Regions from separate parts of the Hordeum vulgare genome. Here region 1 is linked to region 2. The links are chromatin contacts, called in public Hi-C maps. All regions are on one chromosome and are shown on one strand. Each heading gives the region's core, a stretch centred on a gene start, on an enhancer-like site or on the middle of the called end of the contact. The rest is flanking DNA. Distances are from core to core; before and after follow the strand shown.

The links. Hi-C and Micro-C count contacts between places; a contact is called where the count stands out from the background.
Region 1: a contact with region 2 is called in a Hi-C map of leaf, with 2.9 times the contacts expected there. The contact joins the promoter of LOC123445230 here to the promoter of LOC123445215 in region 2. A contact is called at or near these places in 4 of 6 Hi-C or Micro-C datasets (leaf, seedling and an unstated tissue) and 1 of 1 datasets of contacts at active chromatin or transcription factors (embryo).

Annotation. Positions count from the first base shown.
Region 1 is chr1H:460,226,010-460,233,081 of MorexV3_pseudomolecules_assembly, forward strand. It overlaps LOC123445230 (nuclear transcription factor Y subunit B-3-like), which reads left to right and starts at 4,568. Exons shown (of 7, transcript XM_045122202.1): 1 at 4,568-4,719; 2 at 4,832-5,085; 3 at 5,187-5,316; 4 at 6,056-6,061; 5 at 6,951-7,037. The coding sequence starts at 4,844.
Region 2 is chr1H:460,072,017-460,079,160 of MorexV3_pseudomolecules_assembly, forward strand. LOC123445215 (E3 ubiquitin-protein ligase UPL4) reads left to right here and starts at 4,810. Exons shown (of 17, transcript XM_045122176.1): 1 at 4,810-5,530; 2 at 5,628-5,738; 3 at 5,818-5,934; 4 at 6,024-6,182; 5 at 6,260-6,418; 6 at 6,833-6,988; 7 at 7,067-7,144. The coding sequence starts at 4,928.

The DNA.
Region 1 (7,072 bases), core at 3,318-5,817, 150 kb after region 2:
AATCTTTATCGACATCTCTTTGTGACAGGGAGACATTTGATACGTCTCTAACGTATCTATAAATTTTTTATTGTTTCATGCTATTATATTACCAATCTTGTATGTTTTATACACAATTTAATATCATTTTTGTGAACTAACCTATTAACCTAGTGCCAAGTGTCAATTCTTGTTTTTGCCTATTTTATTGTTTCACATAAAAGCAATATCGAACAAAGTCTAGACGCGATGAAACTTTACGACAACTTTTCTGGACCAGAAGGGACCGTGGAAGCATCAGGAGGAGACCAGAAGATGTACAAGAGAGCCACAAGCTCAAACAGAAAGCCTCCAGGGGGCATGCCACTTGAGCTTCTAGGCCCCTCGTAACTCTGTTTGCCCTACATCCACTTCTATAAGATCCCTAAAATACCAAAACCACCAGAGCATGACCCAAAACAATTATTCTGCCGCCGCAAGCCTTTGTTCTTCTATGATCCTATCTAGAAGCCTCTACCGGTACTCTGCCAGAGAGGGAATCAATCATGGAGGGCTTCTACCTCAACCTTTTTGCACCTTCGATGATGTGTGAGTAGTTACCTTGTTGTTTTTATTTATTCAGATATAAAAAACTATTTCTACTAACCATACTACACTTGTATCATTATCTCTTTGCTCAACTAGTGCACCTATGCAATTTGCCATTGTATTGGGTGTGTTGGGCGCACAAGAGATTCATTGTACTGATTGCAGGGTTGTTTGAGAGATACCATCTTCATCCTACAATTCATGTGTACTGATAAACCTTATGTCATCCACTTGAGGGAAATTTGGTGTTGTCCTACAAAACTCTGCACTTGGGGGCCCATAACGTCTATAAGAATAAATTTGTGTAGTAGACATCAAGCTCTTTTCTGGCGCCATTGCCGAGGAGGTGAGTGCTTGAAGGTATATATTTAGATCTTGCAATTGAATCTTTTAATTTCTTGTTTATCATTAATTTGGTTTATCAAAGAAAACTATAAAAATGTAAATTAAGTTGCACCAAATGCTTTATCTTTATGATGTCTTTCTTGATAATGATGGATCAGAAAATTGTGCCAAAGTGTTAGAAGAAGAATTCAATAAATTTTTTTGGCATTAAAGCCTTGAATTATAATCATGATTTCAATGTTCTTGGTGAATTCTATGAATATAAATAATACTAATGATGATTGCACCAGTCATGACAAAAATGTTTCTTATAAGCATGCCAATTTTTGTGGAGTGCATAAAGTTTGTGAAAACATGCTTTATAGGGATGATAGATTTTGTAAGAAGCATAAACATGATAAAACCAATTGGCGATTTAAAGTGATGGATGAATTTGCTAAAATTATGCTCTCTTCATCCCATTACTTATGAACTTTGCAATAGGGTTGGTCATCTTAATTTCCAATGCATACTTTTTCATGATCGAATCATGACCAAATATTGTAATAACTTGATCACCCTTGAACATTATAATGAACTTTGTTTATTTTTGGGGTGTGAATAATTGTCAGACAAAAATAGTTGGTTTGAAGCATTCCTATTTACGGACTATACTGAAACTAATCTACAAAAAATCTATATGTTTTGCATAGTAAATTGCAATGAGAATGGTTATATTGCCAACTATAGAAAGGAGAGATAAGCAATAGAATATAAAACGAATACTAATGAAAGGGTAAAGATTTCCACTTTCCCTCCTATTGTCTCTCGTGATGAAACAGGTGACAGGAAGGAGCTTCCTATCCAATCAATCTCATCAATAAAAAGCTTATAAAAATTGACCAATCCCACACATGACATGGTGAAGAAGAATAAAAAGTAGAGGTAAAAAGGTATCTCTCCCAAATAATGTTTCTCCTATCATTGTTGAGAATGAATCCGATAGTATTGTGGATGATGATACACTTGATGATTTTGTTATGCCTAATACTTGTCATGATAGTTATGATTAGGAAGACAATGATACTCCTTATAATATTGAAACCTTTTTCTTTATTGTGGATGATGATACATTTGGGGGCAGGCTTCTTCTTCGAAGATCCAAACCCATTCTTGTCATGTCAATGAATCCGATAGTATTGTGGATGATGATACACTTGGGGGTGGGCTTCTTTTTCAAAGAGCCAAACCCATTCTTGTCTTGTTTTCACTTAGAGCATCTTTCATTCATACCAGCAACCTTTTTCTTTTAGATATCTTCTTCCATGAGCAGACAATTTTCATGTTTGTGAGCAACCTCTTTTTGCTTTCTCGCGGCCTGAATTTCAGCATTGCGTGTGCGCTTAGCCAACTCATTGAGAAAGGAAGATGGCGTTAGAAGTTGTGAAGCATCAGAATTCAGAGGAGGAGGTCGTACTTCATGACCATTCTTCTTCAGCAATGAAATAGCGCGACAGTCACTCCATGGTGGATGGAACACGAAGTTCTCGGCATATCGAGGGTGAATGAACTCATAGTTGAACCACTTATTAACCCAGAGGCGTCGAATCCATTGAATGCCCCTATATTTTCGCTGGCTGTCTTTTCCTTCGACTGTGTTATATTTGTCATGGGAGATATACTGAGTCGTATTGCTATAGGGTTGGCGACCACCCCATTTTTTCATCGGAGCATTTTCTTCATCATTTTGATCATAATATTGAGTCTTTCTCTTCTGTTTATAAGTTGATGGGCCCACCATTGGGCCATGCACATTTGTTGCTTTTGACTCGTTTGTAGTTCCGAGCATAATATCATCACCTTTGTCCCTTTGACCCATAAGCCGAGGAGAATCTTCGACAAAGCTCATTTTCCTGTGAATAAAGATAGATGCAAGGGAAACTGTGGGTAGAGTTACGAGTGTGCACGACAAATGTTTTGGTCGAATGAAAACCATAAATTTAAAACTAGTGCGCCCGAATAGATTCACTAGGATAAACATTATGCTTTGCATTTGGTGGAGACATAAACCAAACCATAGATCTAAAGAATCGGTGCGAGGAATAACTACAAACCGCATCCAATAATTTTACCTAAGGATAGCAGATCTGAAAAGTATGATGAAATCACGAGAAATTACGATGGATGAACTCAAACAATAATGAGAGAAGCACGAGTTCAAGATGCATGTACCCTAACTTGGTGACGTGCAACGACTACGACGGCGTAACGAGATAGATGGACCACGACGGCGTTTAATGACTCTGACGACCCCTTTCTGATAGCGAAGCGACGAAGTTGGTTGGCATTGTCGAGCTCGAGGTGGAGCTTCAGTGGTGAGGGGTTCGATGGAAGAGATGAAGTGTACAACCGAAAAACAAAAGGGGGCGACGTTGCATTTATATGGGAGGGGAAATAACCACACCCCGGTGAATCTGATCGAACAGTCTGCATCCGAAGATGTTTACAATTCAGTGGTCAAGATAAAGGAGTGGTTGCACAAATGCACATGGAAACCAACAAGGAGACATGCTCCTAACTTGAGCTGGAAACCCAATTTTTTATGTTTACGTCTTTGTTATCTTGCAAAGCTACCTCTTTATACCTGTAACGTAGTTTTTGTGTGTGTTTCTAGATAAAGAAACACTCGATGTACGTAGGGTTGTATAAATGGCAGATAGGACCTGAGAGAATATTCATCTCAATTGTAGCTCCTTGTAGGTTTGACACTCCATACTTACCATCTTCATCATTGAAAATGCTACGACAATTCCTTGACAGAGTTGCTTCGATCATGTTGCAAACGCTACATGGACCATGTAACGGTCGCCTTCAGCTTGGTAACATCCTTGCGATGTTGCAACCGCGACATCGATGATGTTTCAGAAACGTCAACTAAATTCGTGCCATCCATGAGAGCATCGACAACAGGTGACAGCTACCCTTTGCAACGCCGACCACGATCCTTGCATCATTGTGGTGGGCGACAAACGCACTAGCAAGCGCGGGCTAACAGCCTTGCAACATGTGTGGTCCCTCGTTTCCCCTTGCAACAACGGTGCCCGGTGGCTTGTGTCCAATTTGTTTCTTCCTATTTACAGCAAGGGCTATGAGATTAGAAGGTGGTGACGTATTCGTGAAGATGAAAGATAAAGGAGAGACAGAAGATAGTAGATGGGTCGGCTCAGGAGACAAGACATGTGACCGAGAAATTTCTACTCCCTCCGTTCCTAAATATAAGTCTTTGTAGAGATTTCACTAGTGGACTACATATAGAACAAAATGATTGAATGTACACTCTAAAATATGTCTACATACTAAAATATGTCTATATATTAGTGGACTACATACGGAGCAAAATTTCTAACGAAGAAAAAAAAGGTGACCGGATGAAGCGGTGGGTGGGGCCCAAGGAGCGCGAGGCACGCTCGAAGCGGCGCGTTTTCCAGCCGGTTGAGTGTAAAGCTTCTCCAACAAATCACGCATAAACCCTCGACGAATAAAGAATCACACCACCTCTCAACACGTGGAAAACACCATGTGCCAAGTGCATCCCGTCCTGCACCGGGCCCACGGCGCGCCGGCCATCCCGCACCCTCGGCCCCGCGGGCGGCTATTTATAGCGCTCCGACGAACGGCCCGGATAGTGGACGCCCCGCCCCCAAACGAATCGCACCCGCCTGCGCCGCCTTCTCTTCTCCAGCGTCGGATCTCCCCCCACTCGCCGCCCTCACCGCACCTCCATTCCCCCCCTCCACCACCTTCACTCCACGCGCTCGTCTATATAAGGTACGCCTCCCTCCCCCTCCTCCCCTCCCGCGCGCTCCTCTGCAAGACGGGGGCCAGCTAGGGTTTGGCGCGCCGGCGCGCTGATGGATCTGGCGGGGCTGTTGTGCTGCAGGAGGAGGGCCGGATGTCGGACGCGCCGGCGAGCCCCCCGGGCGGCGGGAACGGGGGAGGAGGGGGAGGGGTGGGCAGCGACGACGGCGGCGGCGGCGGATATGGCGGCGTCAGGGAGCAGGACAGGTTCCTGCCCATCGCCAACATCAGCCGCATCATGAAGAAGGCCATCCCGGCCAACGGCAAGATCGCCAAGGACGCCAAGGAGACCGTGCAGGAGTGCGTCTCCGAGTTCATCTCCTTCATCACCAGCGAGTGAGTGCCCCCCCTGCTCTGTTCCGCCTGCCCGAATGAACCAGGTGTCGTCTGCTGCTGACCTGTCCTTGTATATTGTTCTGCCTGTACTGGTACTGCAGGGCCAGCGACAAGTGCCAGAGGGAGAAGCGCAAGACCATCAACGGCGACGACCTGCTCTGGGCGATGGCCACGCTCGGGTTTGAGGAGTACATCGAGCCCCTCAAGGTTTATCTGCAGAAGTACAGAGAGGTGCGTGCCTATTTAGTCATGTGGCAGCTTTTCTCAACTAATTGGGAATGGATTAGTGCTTTGGGAGTTCGGTAGGCCCCTCGCTGGTTTAATATGTTGCTGCCAGCTCTGTTTGGCACCTTGGTTTAGTCTTAGGCCCTGTTTGTTTCAGAAGTCCCAGGACTTTTTTTAGTCCCAACTAAAAAGTCCCTTGTTCAGCTTGGTGACTGATGAGACCCCACAACTGCCTGGAACCAATCAGCTTATTGTCCTTAGAACAAGTGTTGCTTTATCCTTCCAATTACTGTCATCCTTTTTTGTACTGTTAATTCAGATAACTGAATGATTTGAAGCACTAAGAATTGTCTCCGGAATCCATTATTAAAAATGAAGTCTTTTATTCAACTGAGACAAGCATGCGTACACTACCTTCTCTTGTGCAGGCCCCAGCTATTTGATCCGGGTTAGTAGCTACTGTATTTAGTAGATTAATAAAATTTATAAGAGAAGTTCAGAATTTGTTAAAAAAATTCCTTGCTTAAAGCTATGCATCATACTTACAAGTAAATAAGCCGTGCGTAATCTAGCTTAAAGAGTAAAGACCTGATGTGCATCTAATACTTCTTAACACAGCTTAGAGCTTATGCATGGTCATTGCTCACTGTATACTTTTATCATCCGTTTGTTACTCCAGTTTATCCATCTGACATGACTTATCTTGTTTTTCATCTGTTTGGTGGATGGCTATTTCTGATTGCAGACGGAGGTATGTGTATATTAAATTTGTTGTATAAGTTAAAAATGTATTCCATCCTTGTATGGATTCCTCCTATGTAGTTTTATGTGTTCTTTGCCATTTAGCCACAAAGTTTTCTGACTATTAATTCTTAATGGAAATTGGAATCACTGGAAATTGATCATTTGAGATTTTGAGCTATCCCATCCTGTCTATATCGTACTTATATCATTTGTGCACATTTCAACTGACCATGTTGAAAACTTGAAGGCATATAGTCCATCATGGAAGCCAATAATGCGTTGGTTCTGAACTGTGAAGATATCTTGTTAATAATAGATGTACTAGGATATTTGTATAACCTAATTAGGCTGATTTAATTATTAGTTTTGTAATTACATTATCTGTATGCATCGTTTCTAGGTTACCAACAGAACAAAAAGGCTGCATATGTAACACAGACTAATTAAGGAGAATTTCGCAAGCTTCCCCACTGTGTTGACCATTTTATGGTTGTTCTGTTGTCTTCTCTTACTGATTGGTTCTTTTGTTCCCCACGGTGCTTCTTTAACTAGTAGATACTCCCTCCGCTTTTCTTTACTCTGCATATTAGTTTTGACCTAAGTCAAACTTTATAAAATTTGACCAAGTTTATCAAAAACAATCTAAGCTTTCACGGTAAAAATATTAATGTATTGTGGATGCTAATATTTTTCTGTATAAACTTGGTCAAAGTTTAGAAAGTTTGACTCAAGACAAAGCTAATATGCGAAGTAAATAAAAATGGAGGGAGTACTTTTTACTAGGGGTAGGATATTGATAGGATTCATGATTTATTAATTGTACAATAATTCCTATACAAATGAGAGGGGTGACAAATATGACTCATCTAGTCATCTCTTCTGTCAATACTTAACAGGGTGATAGTAAGCTAGCTGGGAAGTCTGGCGACGTCTCTGTTAAAAAGGATGCACTTGGTCCTCATGGAGGAGCAAGTGCGCAAGGGGTTAGTATGCCTGTTTTCTTGTTTATTTTATAATA
Region 2 (7,144 bases), core at 3,560-6,059:
AGGTCGGGATCGCGCGATGGTTAACACCTACCAACCCTTCCCCTCGGAGTATGCGTTTAGCACTTTGTTTCGATTACTAATAAAAACTTTCGCAACAAGTATATGAGTTCTTCATGACTAATGTCGAGTCCATGGTATAGATGCACTGTCACCTTTAGCCATTGCTAACATCTCTAGTGCCGCGCAACTCTCGCCGGTACTCAAACCCACCAAATTCCTTCCTCAAAACAGCCACCATACCTATCTACTATGGCATTTTCATAGCCATTCCGAGATATATTGCCATGCAACTCCCACCGTTTCGTCTCATGACTTGTGCCGTCACTCTCATATTACCATTGCATGATCGTAAGATAGCTAGCGAGATGTTTCAACGTCATACGCCATGCTAGATCGTTGCACATCCCGGTACACTGCCGGAGGCATTTCCTATGGAGTCATCATCATTGTGATCTTTGAGCTGTGAATAAATAAAAGTGTGATGATCATCATTATTAGAGCATTGTCCCATGTGAGGAAATAAAAAATAAAATAAAAAAGAGGCCAAAGAGCCCAAAAACAAAAAAACAAAAAAAAAGAGAAAAGAGAAAAGAAAAAAGAGAGGCCTAAGAGCCCAAATGAAAGAAAGAGAGAAAAATAGAGAAGGGACAATGCTACTATCTTTTTCCACACTTGTGCTTCATGTTAGCACCATGTTCTTCATGATTGAGAGCTTCTTGCTTTGTCACTACCATATGCTAGTGGGAATCTTCACTATATAACTTGGCTTGTATATTCCAATGATGGGCCTCCTCAAAATTGCCCTAGGTCTTCGTGAGCAAGCAAGCTGGATGCACACCCACTAGTTTTCCTTTTGAGCTTTCACATACTTATAGCTCTAGTGCATCTCTTGTATGGCAATCCCTACTCATTCACATTGATATCTATTAATGGGCATCTCCACAGCCTATTGATACGTCGAGTCAGTGTGACCATCTCCTCCTTTTTTGTCTCACAACCACCACCATACTCTATTCCACCTATAGTGCTATATCCATGGCTTGCGCTCATGTATTGCGTGATAGTTATAAAAAGTTTGAGAAAGTAAGAGTGTGAAGACAATTACTTGGCCAATTCCGGGATTGTGCATGATTTATATTAGTTGTGTGAGGAAGATGGAGCATAGCCAGACTATATGATTTTGTAGGGATAACTTTCTTTGGCCTTGTTATTTTGAAAGTTCATGATTACTTTGCTAGTTTGCTTGAAGTATTATTGTTTTCATATCGATAGCAAACTATTATTTTGAATCTTACGGATCTGAACATTCATGTCACGTGAAAGAAGTTGCAAAGGACACCTATGCTAGGTAGCATTCCACATCAAAAATTCATTCTTTTTCACTTCCCTACTCGAGGACGAGCAGGAGTTAAGCTTGCGGATGCTTGATAGGTCTCCAACGTATCTATAATTTTTGATGGTTCCATGTTATTATCTTGTCAACTTTGGATGTTTTATATGCATGAATATGCTATTTTATATCTTTTTTGGGACTAACCTATTAACTCAGTGCCAAGTGCCAGTTTCTGTTTTTTCCGTGTTTTTGACCATTTTTCAGACGGATTCCAAATGGAATGAAACTTTACGATGATTTTTTTGGACCAAAAGAGACCCCCGAAGCTTTGGAAGAAGGCCAGAAGAGCCACAAGGGAGTCACAAGCCCATGGGGCACGACCTACCCCCCTGGTCGCACCGTGCGGGCTTGTGACCTCCTCGTGGGCCCAACTGACGCAATTCCACCGCCATAAATTCCTATAAATTCAGAAACACCCAGAAAGAAACCTAGACCGGTAGTTCCGCCGCCGCAAGCCTCTGTAGCCACCGAAAACAATCTGGAGCCCGTTCCGGCACCCTGCCGGAGGGGGAATCCATCTCCGGTGGCCATCTTCATCATCCCGGCGATCTCCATGACGAGGAGGGAGTAGTTCTCCCTCGGGGCTGAGGGTATGTACTAGTAGCTATGTGTTTGATCTCTCTCTCTCGTGTTCTTGAGATGTCTTGATCTCGATGTACCATGGGCTTTGCTACTATAGTTGGATCTTATGATGTTATTCCCCCTCTCCCTTCTTGTAATGAATTGAGTTTCCCCTTTGAAGTTATCTTATTGGATTGAGTCTTTGAGAACACTTGATGTATGTCTTGCACGTGTCTATCTGCTGTGATCAACTTGCGGGTTTGTGACAATTGGGAACCTATGCATATGGGTTGGCACATGTGGATTCATGTGAGTACTCGATGTATGTTTTGGTGATCAACTTGCGGGTTTGTGACATTGGGAACCTATGCATAGGGGTTGGCACACGTTTTGACTCTCCGGTAGAAACTTTGGGGCACTCTTTGAAGTTCTGTGTGTTGGATTGAATAGATGATTCTAAGATTGTGTGATGCATATCGTATAATCATGCCCACGGATACTTGAGGTGACAATCGAGTATCTAGGTGACATTAGGGTCTTGGTTGATATGTATCTTAAGGTGTTATTCTAGTATGAACTCTATAATAGATCGATCAGAATGAATAACTTTATGGTGGTTTCGTACCCGACAATAATCTCTTCGTTTGTTCTCCGCTATTAGTGACTTTGGAGTGACTCTTTGTTGCATGTTGAGGGCTAGTTATATGATCCAATTATGTTATCATTGTTGAGAGAACTTCCACTAGTAAAAGTATGAACCCTAGGCCTTGTTTCCACGCATTGCAATACCGTTCGTGCTCACTTTTGTTACTAGTTACCTTGCTGTTTTTGTAATTTCAGATTACAAAAACCTATATCTACCATCCATATTGCACTTGTTTCACCATCTCTTCGCCGAACTAGTGCACCTATACAACTTACCATTGTATTGGGTGTGTTGGGGACACAAGAGACTCTTTGTTATTTGGTTGCAGGGTTGCTTGAGGGAGACCATCTTCATCCTACGCCTCCCGTGGATTGATAAACCTTAGGTCACCCACTTGAGGGAAAATTGATACTGTTCTACAAACCTCTGCACTTGGAGGCCCAACAACGTCTACAAGGAGAAGGTTGTGTAGTAGACATCATCCGCTTGCGAGCAAGATCTTAATGTGGCTGGCAGTACAACACTGCTTGTGGACTGCTGATAGAAGGGTCCGCCATGGTTTGGAAGAACACAACTCCCCGTGTTATTTGTGCGACCAGGAGGAGGATGCAGTTGAACACATCCACGTGCAGTGCATTTTTGCTCGGCAAGTTTGGCACATTAGTTTCATCAGGATGGGTCTTGCGGGTCTTTATGTACCACTCCCACACGACACCTTGGTTAAATGGTGGTTGACGGCCAGGAAGCTATCACCAAGCCTACGCGTAGAAGTTTTGACACCTTTGTCATACTCATGTGTTGGACCATTTGGAAGCAACACAATGGTAGGGTGTTTGGCAGGAACCAAATTAAGAATGGCTGGGGCATGACCGACCTAATCTTCGATGAATTGCGTTCTTGGGCCAGAGTGGAGCTTTTGGAGTCACTCCATTAGCTGAGTAGTTTGTCGTATGAGTGGAGGAGGAGGCGGGGGGGTTATGCTGGTTATGATCAGTGTGTGATCGTTAACTAGCTGCTTGTAATCTCTTATGCATATTTCCTGCCTTCTATAAAGCTTGATACACCAGTGGTGTACCCTACAAAAAATCCATTTGCTTGCGGGGATGAGGAAAAAGAAACCACTTGCTATAGTGGTTGGTGGCCCAATGCAAGACACGTCGTCGCGTGGAACAGTGGGCGGATGATGGGGTGGAAATCGGTCGGTTGAACCACATTGTTTCCTTTTTTAAAGCTCGTCGTAAAACTTTTTACGAGCCGGCTGGATATATGGTACATGTTCGGGTCATGTTTGCGGCCGACCTATATAGCGGCTAGAGATGCTCTAATGAAATCTCCTTTTAAGGTCATGTTTGGAACCACAATAGATTATAATAATCTGAAATATGAAGATAAATTATATAATCTGGTTTATAAAAATAATCTAGGTGGACATATTTGGAGGCCAAATTTTATAATTGCCATGCAGGTTTTACATTACATAATGACTTGTCTGTCCTCTGTTTTTTTTTAAAAAGAGAAGGGTGATGGTGGTAGGAATGTAATTATCTCCAACTTTACAAGGGTAATGGATCATTAGCAATCCATAATCTGAATTTGGTTGGTATAGAGTAGATTATGAGTTTTTAATAATCTGTCTATCTAGTTTTTTATAATCTATACCATAGTTTATCCTGTTTGAAGACATATTAGATTATCAAAACTAGATTATATAATCTGGATGGTTTCAAACAGGGTGTAAAAAAACAAATCAGATCGGCTAAAAAAAACAGAAAACAAAATGAGACGCCGTCCTTATCCATCCGCCCTCCACGTAACCCGCAATTAACAAAGGACGCACGGGCAGTGCCTTCCCAGGTAAGCCTCGCCCCCGCCAATGGACGACACCGGCGCTACACCAAAAGTCCAAAAGCAAACCCCAAACCGCAAGTCCAGGCCAGGCCGCGCCGTTCCTTCCATTACTGCCCTCGCCCTCGCCCTCCACCCACCCCCCCCCCCCCCCCCCCCCCCCTCCTCCCGCACACAATGGCGGTGCCGGTGCAGAGCACCCCAACTCCCAGTCCCAGTCCCAGTCCCAGTCCCAGATAAACACGCGGAATCTCCCCCACAAACCGCACCAAATCGGTTAAAAATCTCCCGGATTTTAAACCCGATCCATCGCGCAGATAGAGAAGAAGGGGTAAACCAGGCTAAAAACTCCACCCCACCCCCACCCCCACCCCGCACGTCTCCCGTATCCCCCCGATTCCACCCCCCCTCCGATCGATCGTGTTGCTGGCAGCGAGGACTGGTGCTGTGCTGGCCGAGGAGTCTGTCTCAGGTAAGCGCCGATGGATCGCTGCCGGAAGCGCCCCGACTCCGACCCCGGGGGCTCCGGCGAGGCCGAGCCCCCCGCCGATAAGCGCCCCTGCACCGCCGAGCCCTCCACCTCCGCCGCCGCCGCGCCGCCGGAGCAGGCCGCCTCCGACATGGACACCTCGTCGTCTGGCCACCCCGCCGAAGGCGATGGCGATGCCGATGGCGATGCCGATGTGGACGGAGACGACGGCGACGGGGGGTCGTCGTGCGAGTCGGACGGGGACGGGGGGTCGGGCCCCGGGGCCAGCAAGTTCCGACGGATGGTGGCGGCCGTCGCCTCGGAGGGCGCCGGGGGAGGCGCGCTGCTCGCGTCGCTCACGGAGCTCTGCGAGGCGCTCTCCTTCTGCACCGAGGACGCCGGGGGCTACTTCCCCGTCGAGTCCGCCGCGCGGGCGCTCGTGCGCCTGGCCGGCGCCGACGTCGCCAGCCCCGACGAGATGCTGCTCGCCGTGCGCGCCATCACCTACCTCTGCGACGCCATGCCGCGCGCCGCCGACGCCGTCGTCCGCCACGGCCTGCTCCCCGTGCTCTGCTCCCGCCTCCTCGCGATCGAGTACCTTGATGTGGCGGAGCAGGTAACGGGGCCGCTCTGCAAACCCAGCCAGACCATCACATTGACCTGAATCAAGCCGCTTTTTATGTGATCAGCCACGCTTCTTTCTGTATGAGCAGTGCTTGCAGGCGTTCGAGAAGATATCGCTGAGGCAGCCCGCGCAGTGCTTGCAGGCTGGCATGATAACCGCCGTGCTCACATACATTGACTTCTTCGCTGCAAGTATTCAGGTTAGAATTGCAGCAACTCCATCTTTGCTGCTGAAATTCTACTGCATTCTCTAACTGGATGCGTGCTTGCATGGTTCAGAGGGTTGCTGTCTCAGCTGTTGCAAATGCCTGCAAGAAGGTCCCTGCAGATTGCTCCCAGTTTGTCATGGACTCGACCCCAATGCTGTGTAATTTACTGCAGTCTGAGGACAAGATGGTATTGTTGCCCACTAATTTATCCGAGCTTGCTTGTGTTAGGCATGTACATAGTGCTCTGCTAATGTTTCAGGTGATATAATATCACAGGTTGTGGAAAAGGTTGCAACTTGCCTGATAAGCATTGTAGACTCTTTCAGTGGTTCAGTGGAGCTTCTTGACCAGCTATGTCACCAGGGCCTGGTAGAGAAGGTCCTTCCTTTGATCAATGCCAGCGGACTCACTTCCCTTAACCCATCAACTTGCAGTGTATGCTCCCCCTAGACATTCTATATTTATCCTTGGTATGTATTGAGGGAGTTGATCGTGGTTTGGTGTGATTGCAGAACTTGATCGGGCTCCTGGCTAAGCTAGCCTGTAATTCACTTGTGGCAGTGAAGTCTCTCTTTGAGTTGAATGTTGGTAGCACCATAAGGGGGATTTTGGTCAGTTCAGATCTCTCCCATGGGATGCCATACCTGCCTTCGGAAAACCAAAATAACCAGGTTGTTTGCTTAATAGCTTCTTTACTGCCAGGCCATATCTCTATAGTTTTGCTTTTGGTAATGTCGGCATCAGGTGGTCCATAACCTACATGAGCAGACTGCAGTTACTAGTCAGTAGTAACACATGCACTAAGCTGATTTGATCAGTGTATTTACTAGAAATCTTATAAGCTACGTTGCCATTATTGTGAATTTATCTTATCATGTCTTTGTGACTTAACTTTTGTTGTAAACACTACTTTCCTCTTCTAAACAAGCGAAATAGTATCTGCACTGATCAGTAAATAAGTAACCATAATGGTAGAACTTGTCTGATCACATCCCTTGATCCTTCTTTCTACACCAACATGCAGCCCTGAAGTTCACACTAGCTGTCATCTAGTGATTTGATAATTTAATTCTTCATCCAATCAGGTTAATGAAGCTCTGAAATTAGCAATCCAGCTTATTCCTTCTGCGGCAAGAGATGTTGAGGACACCTATATAGTACTCGCGAAAGAAAAAATATTAGTAGATGAACCAGGGTTCTTGTGTCAGTTCTCTGCTGACGTTCTTCCAATCTTGATCAAGGTCTGTTCATAATAATTAACTAACGACTCATAATGTTGCTCGTGCTCTGAAATATGAAATGAGTGTTGTTTTGTGCAGGCAGTCAACTCTGGTGCAAACTCATACATTTGCTATGGCTGTTCTTCAATTGTAAATAACATCTGTTACTTCAGTAAA